2 separate regions of the Mus musculus genome follow, and region 2 is linked to region 1. A link is a contact called in public Hi-C data. All regions are on one chromosome and are shown on one strand. Each heading gives the region's core, a stretch centred on a gene start, on an enhancer-like site or on the middle of the called end of the contact. The rest is flanking DNA. Distances are from core to core; before and after follow the strand shown.

Region 1 (3,594 bases), core at 656-3,155:
GGGCATACGCCTTTGCACTTTGCACTTTGACTTTCTCAGTTCCCTCAGCCTAGACTGGCTATTGATTAACCCTTTTCATGGATAAGATCCATGCTGCCATTGCATTTGGGGCTTAACTTGATACCCTTTTCATGCAACATGATTGCTTCCTTTCATAAGTTCTTATTTTCTGACAAACACACTGAATGTAATTTCTAAACTACAATCTCTCTGAGAGTGGAGATCTAGACCTTGCTTGCCTTTGAAGTGCCAAAGACTGTTCATTTGTCCAACATACATATCTATTGCACTGTGTGTACTCCCCGTGATATACAGAATATGTATATTTGCCAAACAAACAGAGACCATAGTTAATTCTCTCCCTGAAAGGACACACACTGCTGTATAAGTTAAGTGGCCTGTGTCTTAATCTCATGTAAATGAGACAGACAACTTAGCATAGTAGTTCATGCCTGTAATCTTGTCATGTGGAAAGTGGAAGCAGGAGCATTGTTATTTCAAAGCCATAGGTTTTGAATAGGTTTGCATAGGAGATTCTCCCCCCTAAATGAACCTAAAATCAAAGAAACAGGTCTGAAACTGATAAAGCTTAGACCAGAAGTGGTACTTAACACTAACTCAGGGGCTCTGGAGTAGCTTGCAGATTCTGAGCTAGTTGCAGATGGAAGAAGATCTAGATAGATAACATATGATAGACGGTCATGGAGAAGGTCATATTTTCCAGCACCTGATCCAGTCTATCAGATGTCATTTGGATGATGGTAAAGTGATAGCTTACCAATGATACACCTGTGTTTTAGGGTCAGGAGAAGCTGATTACTGTAGGAACTTTTCCACAGGTGAATAAGTCATTTTGATTTATACACTCCTCTGTTGAGTGACTCTGGATATCTCAGCCACAAATAGAACTGAGTCTCCTGCTATGCCTTTGGAGAAGGTATATAAAGAGTAGCACAGCATAGATCGTGACCTTTAAAACCAATCTGGGGAGCATTTTAGTTTGCTGTCTATTACTTTGATAAACATCAAACAATATGGTGACCAGATGCTTTATTTTATCTTAGAGCTTCCAGTCCATTACGAGAAAGCCAGTATAGAAAATTCAGGCAGGAACCTGGAAGTAGAAACTGAAGCAGAGGCCATTGAGGAGTTGTACTTATTGGTATGCTCTGTTTGATTTCTGATACATATCAGAGTCTCTGGCTAGGATTGGTTCTACCCACAGTGGGATGAGCCCTCCTACATCTGTCATCAATAAAGAGAATGTTCTCCCAGACATGGCTATAGGCCAGTCTGATGGAGGCATTTTCTCAACTGAGGATTCTTCTTCCCAGATGAACCTAGCTTATGTCAAGTTGACAAAAACATTAACCAGCATAACTGGTTATGCTCAAGGCATGCTTTCATGGTTAAATAACAAAAAGCATGATGTCTTAGGCAGCTTGTGGTCAGTACTTAGTACTGATGAGTTGTTTTGGTTACACAGAGAGAATACTGTATGCTGAGAGTCTGGGAAGATTTAATGGAAGTGGTGGCTCTAGTGTAGCACTCAGGAGAGGGTACTGTTTGTCCTGACTTGTGTTGCCCAGAGCCTGGGATGCTCTCAGCCTTCTCAAGGGCACATGTATAATCTCTTCAGCTACTTTTCACCTTGCACTCTGTAGCCAGGGACAGTCTGCTGCTCTCTTTCCTGGAAGTTGCATTGCATCACTGTGTGGGCTCGAGTTGTTAGTCTTCCTCTCCCCATCATCCAAGAAATATAGCTACTTGGCACAGTGGCTCGATGAATAATGTGGTACAAAACCATCACTTCCTCAGCAGAATGCGGTCCACTCACTTATGCCAAGTTGTCTCTCCTCTGGGTCCCCAGGAGGCCATAGAATTGACTGCACAGCAGGCTGGGTCTACCTGAAAGTGAAAGTGAATTCCTGTGGCAAGAAAAGAGCATGGGGCAGCATATGCTGGCGATCATCTGTTCATGCTTATTTTTTCTTCTTTGCTGCAATGAGACCTGTTCTCAGCTCTGCAGGAGACAGGAGCTCAGGTTCTCTCCCATCTTTTGGAGAAAATATTTATCATCTTTCAGGTGGAATAATTTTTCAAGTTACCATACAGTTATCATACAGTCAGCAGACACTTATTAGGCATTGATCTCATGCCAAACCCTGTGTCAGATGCTAGTGAGACGACACTGAATAAGATACATCTCCCGTCTTTTTGGGATTTCGTGTGTATGTAGCAAAGAGACAAATTAAGCTAGGCAATTATAATTCAGTGATAAGTGCTAGGACAGATATATGCACAAGATGCTCATCCTTTACTCTGAAGGATTATATATCACAGTACTTGCATGAGGTGTAACAGGAAAACCTTCCAAATACATAACTATTAGAGTAGAATTATAAGCACAAGTAGAAATGCTATGGGGAGATAGATAGGGAAAGAGGAAATAGTGGGAAAATTACACCAAGATGGTCAAATTAATGAGGTTATAGCTCATTCAAAGAGTGATTTGTTGTTGTTTTTGTTTAGTGTAGCTAGAAAGAAGAGTGCAGGTAATGGGTATAGTTAGCAATAAAGGCAGAAAGGTATGAATTTTAGGTTTTCTACTGTTCACAAATAGGGAGCTATGGGAAAACTTCAGGGCAGTTAGGAATCTGAACCTATACAAACGGACTTATAGCCACTTGTGATATAAGGTAGAGATTGAGTTACCATTCTGATGTGGTACTGGAGACAAACTTCTGGAGATGTCTGTGGGAAAAATGCTGATGATTAATTCTAGTGAAATAGTTGATAGATGAGATAGAGCTATCCCTATTGGCTGGCAGAGTTAGGGATGGCTTCGTACAAACAGCAGTTCCTCACGACATTGTAGAGGTAGTGGGAAATCTGATGATAAATATATTATGTAAGAAAGACACATGATCATGATAAAAATGCTGTTACAATAACAGAAAACACAAACAAAACTCAGAAACAGAAAATAAGATTTTACACAAATAACCGAACCATCTTCACTTGTGACCTTATTCAGGTCATACATATTCTCAAGGACCACGTTTCCATTGTTATCTCTAAAAATTTAGTGTCATTATTAGGATTAGCATGATGTTCCTAACATTGTATGAGAACCTTTTCTCATTAAAAGATTTGATTTCTATACTTGGTCAAATTATAGTCTCAGAAACTGTCAGGTAGAATATTATTCATTCTTGGACTAGCCATTGTGATTTAAAAACAAAACAAAACAAAACAAAACAAAACAACAACAACAACAGCAACAACAACAACATCAACACCAAACCTGCACATATCTGGTTTGGCCTACTCCATGTCTGGTGTTCCTCTCCTGAGACTGTATTATATCGAAGCACTTGGTCTGAGAGATGGCATTAAGCCTGTAGCACGCTTATCACATCAAGAGTTGGTGGTACATGCTTTTAATCTAAGCACCTGGCAGGCAGAAGCAGTTGGATCTCTTGAGTTTCAGGATAGCTTGATCTGCAGAGTAAGTTCCAGGACAGCCTTGAAATGGAAACTTAAGGGTTTCCATTGGAAGGTTTTCCATCCACTTGGAAAGTGGATTGGATG
Region 2 (3,594 bases), core at 468-2,967, 1.5 Mb before region 1:
ATCTTTCTAGAGTAAATTAAATAAGTTTTTTTTTTCTAAGAAATAATTGAGACCATTTGATCCCAGACTTTTGTTTACATTGTAAACCTCTGTTTCCATTGTGGTATGGTAATCTTTGTATCTTGTAATACCACATGTACAAAAGAAGATATTGTTACATATGAGTGCTAACTTTTGCTCAATGCCCAAGCAAGTGAAAGAGTACTGCTTTCTGAATCAAGCATCACATGATACCACTGTGCTAAAGAAAGCGTGAACAAATTTATAAAGGACAGCCACACTACTGTTCTTGGCCAAAAATGTCCCATCGACCACTTTTATGCACACCATGGGCTAAGAATATTTGTTATATTTTGAATGGAATTTTAAAATTAAGACTACAAATGAGAAATTATATATGCTCTACAAACCTAATAGCCTAGAAGTCCTTTTGTAAAGATTATTTGGTGACCCCTGACAGATTTTTTTAAAATAGTGCTATTTCTCTCTTTTGTCAAAGGATTTATTTTGTTTTTAATTATGTGTATATATGTATGCCTACGTGTAGGTTTGAGTAGGTGACAGCAGTTTGCCAAAAGTCTTTGCTTTGCTTGGTCGGTCCCTGGTGCTGTTTCAGTATCGGATACAGTGAAGGTGTGTATAAGCAGTTACTGTGCTGTGTGTCTGTCTTCCTCTCTTATCCCAAGGTAGCACTGCCTCTCTGCTCTCTTCTGTTAGAAGAGCTAGAGGTGCTAATGGTCCTATGAAAACACTTAAAGCATTCTGGTTTTTTCATGTAAACTTTATCTTTTTACTAATGTCTACTCTTTGAATATATATTGAGAACCCTAGATAAACATGAAAAGTTAAGTCTATAACATTCCCTGATTCCTGAATGTCAGGTATACGGTCACTAATGAAATAAAGAGTTGCCCAGTCTAAGTACCCTGGTGCCTTTCTTTCATGAGATTTCTTCTCCTGTAACTACTGCATTGCTACAAATTTGATGGATTTTGTAATAAAAAGGAGCCATACATTCCAATCAGAATATAGATTCATAAAGCTCCCCCCATAAACATTCCAGATAAAGTAAGACATTCCAAACAAGCAAAGGCAGAAAACAAACCCAGTAAGCTTTTAAAGGACTTTGGTATTTTTATATTCCAGTGAGAAATATACTGTGCAAGTAAAAAGTAAAACTAGAACAGAAATAGTACCATGTTCTAAGTCGCATTACCCTTTAAGCAAACTAATTGCATTAATATTCCCTTGATGGTAATTATGAATCATTGAAGCAGTTTTTGTTTCAAAAGCCAGATGCCTCTGTCATTGGTTAAAACAACAGAGGCATTTTGTGAGCTGGGACTGAAGTTCAACGGTAGAATGCCTGTCTCACGTGTTTAAAGTCCTGGGCTCACTAAAACACCAAAACAGAGAGGCAAACTTAACATTTTCCATTTGCGTAGCGGTTTTCCCACAGTGTTTATGCAAATGTGATTATATCACTGTGTTTGCCCTTGTTTCTTATTTTATAATCTAAAATTTCTGTTAAAAGAACAAGGAATTCTCTTGATTTGGATTTGATGTGGCATTTTTATCTTACAGCTAGTCACTGTGCTTCTGTTTACAACATGTGAAATACTCTAATCAGAACAAAGGTCCCGGCATGGGGCGAACTGTAGGCTCACACTGCTGAGTGGTAGGCAGAGGCCAGAGTCCACTTGCAGTATTGTAGAGATCAGGTTCAGGTACAATCTGCCAGCCTACTATAATTAACACTGATTTGTCCTAGCAGGTGGCTGATAGGATTTATCACCAAAGACCAGAAACATGCACTGTGCCATCCTAAAGGCAGAAGCAGTGGATGGGGCTCATTTGATGCAGATCTTTTGGCACGATGGGGCAGAGTCCCTCTACCCAGCAGTATGGCTGAGAGACAACTGTCAGTGTTCAGACTGCTACCTACATTCTGCAAAAGCTCGGAAACTTCTCCTGGAAGCTCTTGATGTAAACATTAGAATCGATGATTTGACATTTGACCGGAAAAAGGTAATTACGTCTAAATGCTCTTCCCCTTCTCTGTTGAGTTAGATCAAGGGGTTAGTCTATAGTAATTTAAGTAACTCTTTTTTAACTTCTCATATATAGAGGAAACCCTCCATGGACATGGTTGTACATTGTTTGATAGGGTAGGAATATTCAGTGGAAAAATCTACTGTTGTTATCACTACTACAACATTTTATATTTTTATTTTTAATAGGCTTACTTTTTATTTTAAATGAAATTTCATTACATCACCTTTTCTTTCTTTTTTCCTTCATCCAACTCATTCCATATTCTCCTCACTCCCTCTCAAAGTAGTGGTCAATTTCCCTTTAATATTGTTACATATACACATAAATAAACATATAAATATAGCCTACTGATATATTCTGGTTTCTCTTCAGAATGTATGATATTTTGATTTTAAAACTACTACCATCTTAATACCATATGCAAATTTCCATTTTTTATTCTTTTAGGGGGAAGCAGGCTTGAAACACAATCATGCAATTTATACCATGAAAATGGTGCATCTGGCACTCAGTTTGCTGCTCTATAAAGCTAGAAAAGTACAGAATTTGTCCACAGAAATGCCAAACGTTTGAGAGGCTCTGCCAGACCCAGACGAATACAGATGTGGATATATACAGCCAAACATTGGACTGAGTGTGGGGACCCCAATGGGGAAGTTAGAGCAAGGACTGTAGGAGCTGAAAGGGTTTGCAACCCCATAGGAAAAATAACAATATCAACCAACCAGATGACCCCCCCCAAAGCTCCCAGGGACTAAACCACCAACCAAACAATACACAGTAGGTACCCATGGCTCCAGCTGGATATGTAGCAGAGGACTGCCTTATCTTGTATCACTGAGAATGTAGGCCCTTGGTCCTGTGTAGGCTTGATGACCCAGGCCGCTGAGACAGGAGTGGATGGGGGGGGGAGCACCCTCATAGAGGCAGGGGAAGGGAGGAGGGGATAGATAGCATGTGGAGGGGAAACTGGGAAGGGGGATAACATTTGAAATGTAAATAAATAAAATACCCATTAAAATATAATCATTTAAAAAAAAACAGGAAAAGAAATGTCAGGGGATGAGACAATCTGGGTGCAAATGTTTATCCTGCAGAAGTCGCTCAGAAATCTTACTGATTAGCACTGTTTATCCAAACAACTGCATATGTGCATAAGGCATCCTAAAATCATCAGTCTCGGTGCCAACCACATGTGCTGTCGAACCTGCTTCTCTGTTGCTTATTTCCGAATCCTCCCCAGAAGGACAAACGTGACAGAAATGCCTGTCTTTCCCCACTCTTCTGTCCTCTCAGCTTTCTTCTCTATTCTCAATTCTCACCCTTAGTAGTCAGACCTTCTCAGAGGAAGTTTGAGTATAATCTACAGTGTGTAAAGCAGAGATGCCATGCTAGTAAAATTCTATTTCTAATCACTCTAATTCAGTAGTATTAAAAAGAAAAGCAATTGCAGAAGACAGAAATGTATAGTTGTGCAACATACAAATAGATGTTAATTGTCTTATACCACTCTTATTTCTCTCTTATAAGGTTTATATC

Evidence for each region. A called contact is a pair of places that touch in the nucleus more often than the background predicts.
Region 2: a contact with region 1 is called in a Hi-C map of liver, with 2.7 times the contacts expected there. The contact joins the promoter of Bbox1 here to the enhancer-like site in region 1. A contact is called at or near these places in 3 of 39 promoter capture datasets (liver and pre-B cells) and 1 of 484 Hi-C or Micro-C datasets (liver).

Annotation. Positions count from the first base shown.
Region 1 is chr2:108,763,097-108,766,690 of GRCm38.p6, reverse strand. No RefSeq gene overlaps it. Among named protein-coding and RNA genes, the nearest start is that of Gm39905, 120 kb to the left of the region's middle. Within about 2 kb of position 1,905, at least 38 of the 459 cell types and tissues checked have an H3K27ac peak or open chromatin away from gene starts, as enhancers often do. A contact at or near this core is called in liver, where this site is marked.
Region 2 is chr2:110,303,848-110,307,441 of GRCm38.p6, reverse strand. Bbox1 (butyrobetaine (gamma), 2-oxoglutarate dioxygenase 1 (gamma-butyrobetaine hydroxylase)) reads left to right here and starts at 1,717. Exons shown (of 7, transcript NM_130452.1): 1 at 1,717-2,028; 2 at 3,586-3,594. The coding sequence starts at 1,810. The region is part of intron 1 of Gm30319 (a long non-coding RNA gene); the gene reads right to left.